Regions from separate parts of the Sus scrofa genome. Here region 2 is linked to region 1. A link is a contact called in public HiChIP or PLAC-seq data. All regions are on one chromosome and are shown on one strand. Each heading gives the region's core, a stretch centred on a gene start, on an enhancer-like site or on the middle of the called end of the contact. The rest is flanking DNA. Distances are from core to core; before and after follow the strand shown.

What was found. HiChIP or PLAC-seq counts read pairs in DNA pulled down with a chosen protein or histone mark.
Region 2: an H3K27ac HiChIP or PLAC-seq map of alveolar macrophages shows a contact between it and region 1. The contact joins the promoter of MB21D1 here to the promoter of SLC17A5 in region 1. A contact is called at or near these places in 2 of 5 promoter capture datasets (fetal liver and liver) and 1 of 2 datasets of contacts at active chromatin or transcription factors (alveolar macrophages).

What each region holds. Positions count from the first base shown.
Region 1 is chr1:92,285,441-92,289,746 of Sscrofa11.1, reverse strand. SLC17A5 (sialin) reads right to left here and starts at 2,926. Exons shown (of 11, transcript XM_003121410.4): 1 at 2,696-2,926. The coding sequence starts at 2,789. LOC106506626 (a long non-coding RNA gene) reads left to right here and starts at 2,961. Exons shown (of 3, transcript XR_002344120.1): 1 at 2,961-3,049.
Region 2 is chr1:92,481,208-92,485,080 of Sscrofa11.1, reverse strand. MB21D1 (cyclic GMP-AMP synthase) reads right to left here and starts at 1,828. Exons shown (of 5, transcript XM_013985148.2): 1 at 1,070-1,828. The coding sequence starts at 1,651. It also overlaps the pseudogene LOC100515766.

The sequences.
Region 1 (4,306 bases), core at 1,677-4,176:
CCTAGCCTTGGAACTTCCATATGCTGCAGGTGTGGGCCTTAAAAAAAAAAAAAAGATATTGTTGACTAATGCAATACTCTGTAACTGTAGGTTCCTCTTCTCTAAAATTCCTATATTTTAAACAGCAAAAAAAGAAGTATTGCTGTTATTTTTACTTCACATTTGCTCTCCAGTGGGTATGTAAAGAGTGAAAATAAGAGAAAGGGTTATAATGAAGACAGCCACCTCAAGATCTATACACTCAACCCAGAAATCAAGCCGGCTGCTGTATAGCACTGGGAACTATATCTTGCTACTTATGATGGAGCATGATGGAGGATAATGTGAGAAAAACAATGTATATATTTGTGTGACTGGGTCACTTTGCTGTACAGTAGAGAAAACTGACAGAACACCGTAAACCAGCTATACTGGAAAAAAATAAAAATAATTTAAAGTAAAAAATAAACAAAAAATAAATCAAGCAGGGATTATTTTGCAAAGCAATGAGTTAATTTTTTTTCTTTTTCAATCTACTCTATGAGGCATATTTTACATACAATAACCTGCACCCATTTCAAGTGTTCAGTTTGGTGAATCCTGACAAATGTATACATCTCCACACCCTAATCAAGACGCAGAACTTTTCCATCACCCCGAAAAGTACCCTAGTGCCTCTCTGCAGTCAATTCCTTCTTGCCTGTAGCTTCCATGAGACCACTGATCTGCTTCCTGTTATTACAGATTAGTTTTGCTTCTTTGGAACTTCATACTGATGGAATCAGACTTTAATATGGTGGTTTTTTTTTTTTTTTTTTTTTTTTTTTTTTTAGGGCTGCACCTGTGGTATATGGAGGCACCCAGGCTAGGGGTCCAATCAGAGCTGCCAGCTTACACCACAGCTCACAGCAATGCCGGATCCTTAACCCACTGAGCAAGTCCAGGGATCAAACCCTTGTCCTCGTGGATACTCGTCAGGTTTGTTACCGCTGAGCCATTATGGGAACTCCGTGGTGGTTTCTTTTGGATCTGAGATTTGTCCACGTTGTTATATGTATCAGTAGTTTCTTTTTATTACTGAGAATCTGTGGATATACTACAATTTGTTTATCTATTCACCTGTCGATGGAATGTTGGGCTGTTTTCAGTTCTTTACTATTTTGAATAAAGCTGCTACAGACATTGTGTAGCATATGGTATGTCTGTATAACTTTAAAATAGATGGCCAAACTGTTTTTCAAAGTAGTTGTACCCTCCTACATTCTTACTAGCAAAATATCAGAATTCTAGTTATTCCATATGTTTGCCAATATTTGGTATCTTGAGGTATTTTAACTTTAGCCATTCTAATAGTTGTGTAATGGCTCACTATGGTTTTAATATGCATTTTCCTGATAATTAATGATGTTTAACATTTGAGCTAAAATTTGATTATACATTTTTCCCAATTGCCACAGAATATAGTAGTCTCCAGAGAATATCTATATTACAGTATTTGTTTCTGTATTTCTACACTAGATTACTGTACAGAAGAGAATTATATAAATCTCATAGCGCACAGAAAATGATCAGTTTGTGGAACTAAGTCCGACTTCCAAGTAAAACATCACTATGATACAGTATTTACATTAAGCTTCCAGGAAAATAGGCTCCCAGCTGCCAGATGGAGCTACAGTGTTGCGACCTCTACCGCCACCATCTGGTAACGTTAAAAACAAATTTAAAAGATGCACAGACTATACAGGTCTTGGTGGAGAAAAGTCAAATTTCTAAGTCAACTCTGTTTCTCATGTTTCTTTTTCATGTTCCTCTGTTTCTTCTTGAAGGTATAGAATGTCTGCAAACTGGTTTATTTTTTAGTTTTAATTTCTTTAAAAAAAGTATCAAATAGCAATCTATTTTAATTTCCCTAAATTCTGGGAAGATGTGTTCCTCCTTTTCCATTTGTTGCAAGATTTGGGCAAATTACTTTAGATCTTTATGGAGAGCTTGCCTATCTTGAGGATAACCTGTCTCCTAACTTAAATCATAGACTGCTACGACTTAGCTATAGAGGGGAAAAAAAAGTATGCAATACATTTTTTCTCTTATTGCATAATTTCAAGATATTCGCTCACCGGTTATCCAATCATTTCCCTCTATTTACTCACAAATGTTGACCTCAGCCCGTTTTCGTCTCCCTTCCACGCCTAGGGAGCTCGCTACCAGATCACATGCCGAGGAGCAGCTGTGGCAACCTGGCAGCGACAGGGAGGAAGAGCCGCGGCTCGATCCCACCCTCTACCCTTCAATTGCAGGTTTCCTCCAGTTCACTCTTCCCCAGGATCCTCCGCTTCGCCCTCTGACCATTAATTTCCAAATTCTTCCCCAGTTCGTCTTCCATGGGGTTCCCTGCCCAATACTACCAAAAATCGCCGGGAGCCCAGAGCCCGCAGCGTACAGCTGCCTTAGGCCCCGCCGTAGGTCCGCCGGCTGCACCTGCCGAGGCCCCGGGGCCGCACCTGTCGAGGCCCGGGGGCTTCCGCCCGGCCCGGCTTGGCCTCACAGCCCCATCCGCGCCCTGGGCCCCAGAGCGGCTTCTGAGCACCCGAGCTGGGAAGGCTGGGGGCCGTGAGTGGGCTCCTGGTCCTCAGTCCCCTGTGGCCTAAGCATCTCTGGACACCCCCATCTTGGGACCACCGCCCGCCCGAGCTTCCTCGGTCGAGCAGCTGCTCACCGGTTTCCGCCCGCGGGGCGTGCTGCAGGAGCGGCGTGCAGTCCGAGCCCTCCTCGCAGTCGCTCGGGGTCGTGTCGGGGACCGGGGACTTCATGACACCTCCGCGGAGCTGCTGTGCAAACCACCCCGCGGAAAAGAGAGCTTCGGTGGTACTGCCGAAACCCCCCGGCAGCGCAGGGCCGCTGGCACCGCTGGCACCGCCCCTAGCCTGCCCTGCCCACCGGCCCCGTCCCGTCACAGGCCCCGCCCTTCGGCCTCGTCCTGTCGCAGGCCCCGCCCATGGCGGCACGCAGGCCCCGCCCCCGCCGCCATCTTCGCTCAGGCTGCTCTGCTGGCGGGGCGTCCCCTTGCGAGGTGCTGGCTCTCTCCTTTCATCCGCTGGCCGCAAGGTCTAGGCTGGCCGGGTCGCTGGCGCCCTCAAGGATGGTGCTCACCTCCTGTGCGCTGCCTTGTGAAGCTTGGTGCTGCCCCTCTGGGAGCAGGGGTGGCTGGGAACCCGGAGGCGGGTGGTGGGGGCTTATATCTCGCATTGTTGAGGGGAGGGCTTGGACCAAACTGGGGTGGGTGGTGTGTTTGTGTTCAGTTAAAGTAGTGAATTGCCATGAATATTAGCAACCCTGGTAGCATGTTGCCCCGAGGATCGCTTTTGAGGAGGAAAACAGTGAATAGAAACATCGTTGAATCCTATGCAGTTGCCCATTTTGTAGGTCAAATAACCCAATAACAACAGTTTCATACTTTCACCCTATGGAATCATCTGACGTATATGTTATGTCTCCACAGATCTAATTGGAACAGGTTCGCTTGGCATTTGCTAAGCTAGAAGCACTAAGAAAATGCACTGGCGTGCCTTGGGGGGTTGGAGTGGGGGTGGAACAGAGCTGTTGTGACCACAGGCAGTTATCGTGGGTAAGAATGAACTGGAGATGAAAGGGAAAATAACATAAGGAGATGCTCTTCAAGAGTTCGCTGTAGGTGGGAAGGCTCAAAAGCCGCCGGTGCAGTCAGCCAGGTCCGAAGAGTGGCCAGGTGGAAACAAGTTGAGAGGGTCCATTGGGAAGGGTGGCACCTGCAGGCGTCTCTGACCTCCAGATGGTAAATGCTAGGAAGGTTATCATGTTAAAACTAGAACAAGGCCTTGTTCCTGAGTTTACTGAAATCATCATGTAGATTTTAAACTCTGAGGATTCTGGCCCTTTGGGAATCTTGTAGAGCAATGCCACTTAAACCTGAATGCAGGAAATCACCAAGGCAGTTCCTTTTAAAATGCAGGTTCAGCATTAGCAGGTGTGATGTGGTGGTTTAATTAAACATTTAAAAAATCATTATATGGCTTTTATTTTTTAAATTTAATTTTAATTTTTTACATTTTTGGGCCACCCAGCAGTCTCAGGCCAGGGCTCAGACATGAGCCACAGCAGCGGCAATTCTGGATCCTTTAACCCACTGTGCCAGGCCAGGGATGGAACCTACCTCCTGGCGCTGCAACCAACCTCTTTGTACTACAGTGGGAAATCTGTTTTTTATTTCTTAATTTGTTAATGTGGTAAATTACATTGATTTTGCAGAACTGGGATATAGTTGATTTTCAATATATTAGTTTCAGGTATG
Region 2 (3,873 bases), core at 579-3,078, 200 kb before region 1:
GCCAGCTTCTTGACCAGTTTCTTATTCTTGTTGAGTTTCTTCAGTGCCTCGATGTCCATGTGTGGGATATCCACAGCCTTGGCCTCATCACAATGCTGCTGGTCTCCCAGAATACAAACGGAGAACTTGGGGCGGGGAGTAGACTTAGGCCTGAGGTGCCCGAGAAGCGTCTGTGGGTCATAGTTCTTCAGGCTGATTTGAAGCTCCACCATCTCCAAAAACTTCCTGCGCTTGTGCTGGTTCCGTGCAGGACTTCCTGCACCGCCTTGTAGAGGGTGTCCTGAGAGACTTTGCTGCTCATGACGCCTGGCGCAGCGATAACCAGAAAAGAGCGTTCTCTATTTCTAACTAGTAACTTTCTCTTTCGTTTGGACACTTTATACAATAGAACTGATTGATACTTAGGTAATATGCTCAAGATATACAGATAGTCCAATGAAAGTTTTGTTCACTTGGTTTTCAAGATGCCTTAGAATTATATGAGTGTTCTTCTTTGCAGAACAGATGTTGACTCACAGACATTGAAAAACTTACGGTCTCCGGAGGAGACAGTTTGGGGGGTGGGGGGGATGTGCTTGGGCTGTGGGATGGAAATCCTGTGAAATCAGATTGTTATGATCATTATACAACTACAGATGTGATAAATTCATTTGAGTAATAAAAAAATTTTTAAAAATAAAATAAAGAATTATATGAGTGATCGTCAGTGCTAAAAGAGTTTAAGATCCAAAAACCAACACACACAAGGTCTTCCTACAATAAACAAACATCACTGAGTCCACATCAGTAAAATGAGCAGCTGTACAGTGTTCAAAGTTTCTTAAAACATTCTGTGACAAGGAGGCTTACAATCCAGATGGGAAGCCAAAACAAAACAGCGGTTTGTTTTTTAATTTACTTTAATTAAAGAATTGTTGGTTTACAACGTTGTGTCAATTTACGAAACAGCGTTTTAATTAGAAATACGTCACAAGCCACAAAAGAACAAATCTAAGTTACTTCCCCAGTACCCCTGGGAGGTTGGGTGTTGGGGGTGGGGGGCGGACCGCAGGGGTGTAGGGAAACTCACCTTCACTCGCTCATAGTAGCTCCCGGTGCGCAGCAGGGCAACGCCTTTGAACTCGGACTCTCCGCCCTGCAGCCTCCGCAGCAGGTGCTCCACGACCCAGTTCACCACCTCCGCCGCTTCTGAGATTTCGTGGCGGCTCAGCCTCACCTTCTCCAGCACCGTCTGGAGCTTCCAGGCGCCGGGGGGTGCCTCCATCCGCGCGGGGGCTGCGAGCTCTGTGGCCCCGGCCTGGGGTCTCAGTTCCCGCGCCGAGCGCGCCTCTCTCGCGCGGCAAGATCCAGCCCTGAGAAGGGAAGCCCCCTGGGCCGAAGGAGGCTCTACCCTTTCGGAGGGAGCCGATGGGCCCTCCGCCTGGTCCTCGGCGCGGGCCGTCCTCGTGCGTACCTGCGGCTTCTCCCGGGGGTCCGGGCCGCTCTTCTCCCGTCGGCATCCCGACGCCCTGGAGGGGCCGTTCCTCCGTGCGCCAGGCCGGGCGGCCTCGGGCACCGTTGGAGCGCCATTTACACTCCGCGCTGAGGCCCTGGGGCCAGCGGCTCCCACCTCTGAAGCTGTCCGCGTGGACTTTCCCCGCCGGGCCGCCATGGCTGGCGCTCTCTGCAACCCAGTGGGAGACCGGCTTCTGGCAAAGCCACGGCCGGAGGAACCAGCAGACACCTCAGGAAATGAAACTTAAAAACTCAGCGGGAAGGAAGCAGCAGTAGGGCTCGCAGGGTAAGGGCGCGCGGAAGCCCGCGCTCAGGGGGCCACGCCCCTTCCCCGCCTTGCCCGCTTTCTCAGCTTCGGGGTGTGCGGTACCTGGGCGGGGACCAGGCAAAACCTAACCCAGCGAAGCACAAAACAGCTTTGGGAGCTTGGAAAGGGAGATGCCTTTGCTGGCCTGTTACCTAAACGCTTTCTAGAAAACTCTAGACCTTCTCGCACATTGAAATTGCCGGAGAACCTTTTTCAATGTAAGTTTAAATAAAGGGTTTCTTTAATTAGTGGGAAATAGAAATTGTTCAGTTTTTACCAAATGGAATGAGATGTCAATTGACTGTAATTGGAATAGTTCTAATTATTTGACTTTTTAAAAGCATGTATAGTCTTGGAGTTCCCATTGTGGCACAGTGGTAACGATCCTGACTAGTATCCATGAGGAGGAGAGTTCAATCCCTGGCCTCTCTTAGTGGGTTAAAGATCCAGCAGTTGCTATGGTGTGTAGGTCACATACACAGCTTGGATCCTGTGGCCTAGGCCAGCAGCTGTAGCTCAGATTGGACCCCCTAGCCTGGGAACTTCCATATGCTGTGGGTGCAGCCCTAAAAAGACAAAAATAAATAAATAAATAATAAAATATAGTAAAAGCATGAACAATCTTAAACTGTAGTTGGGTTTTTTTCGGTGTTTGTCTTTGGCCTGCACCTTTGGCATATGGAAGGTCCCAGGCTAGGGGCTGAGCTGGAGCTGCAGCTGCAGGCCTACGCCACAGCCACGCTGGACCCTGCAGCATCTGCATCCTACCCCACAGCTTGCAGCAACACTAGATCCTTAACCCACTGAGTGAGGCCAGGGATCTAACGGCATCCTTACAAAGACTATGTTGGGTTCCTAACTTGCTGTACCACAAGAGGAACTCCTTAGAAATGTTTTGGTTTTTTTTTTTTTTTTAATATTTGACTGCACCTGTGGCATGTGTAAATTCCCTGGAACCTGAGCCACAGCGGTGACTATGCCAAATCCTTATCCATTAGGCCACCAGGGAACTCCTTAACTGTAAGTTTTTATAGGGGAGGTTTATCCATTGGTTCTCAAAAACCTGTCTAAAAATGGCACTTATATTTTAAATAATCCAAACTACTTCCACCGTTATGATTTCAGAGTATCTCAGTACAGGCTTCAAGCATCTAATTCTAAAACCAACTTCTTTACAAAAATACATCTTAAATAGGAACTGTCTGGCTTAGCATGCCTTGGTTCTTTTTTTTTAACCATCCTACCCATTGCTAAGTGTAAATGTTACAGTGACAGTAAATACATTCACATTGTTGTGAAACCATCACCACCATCCATCTCAGAATTCTTCATCTTGCAAAACCGAAACTACCCATTACACCATAACAGCCCATCCCCCTGGTCTCTCTGGCTTCTGGTAACCACCATTCTACATTCTGTCTCTTTGAACCTGACTACTCCAGGTATCTCATGTGAGTGGAATCATACAGTATTAGCCCTTTTGTGATGGGCTTATTCCCTAAAGATAATGTCTTCAAGGTTTATCTATGTACATTGCAGAATGTATCAGCCTTCCTTTTTAAGGATGAATAATTTCATTGTATGTATGTACCATATTTTGTTTATCCATTCATTCATCTGTCAGTGGACAAAAATGCCTTGATTACTCTTTCAAAAGGTTTCTCTGAAATCAGTTTTTTGTTTTGGTTTTTTTGTGGGGTTTTTGCCACACCCATTGCATATGGAAGTTCCTGGGCCAGGTATCAAACTGAGCCACAGCTGCCACCTACACTCTGTGGCAACACCAGATCCTTAATCCACTGTGCCACAGTGTGAGCTCCTGAAACCAGTATTTTGATCTTCTCTTTGAATTGTGATGTAAGAGATATTTTTCTTTTGCAAACTGGAAGGAGGACTATTGTGTCATTAGGCTTGTTCTCAAGTAGACCAATTTCAGGGAAGAGTGAAATGGAAGTTGAAATGTAGAAAGCCATTTCCTTAGAACTCTGGGTGCCCTTGGCCATCTTCCAGGCTGTATAGGAGTATGCCTGTTCCATTCTGAAGACCTCTGCTCTGTAGTTCTGTTTTTGCCT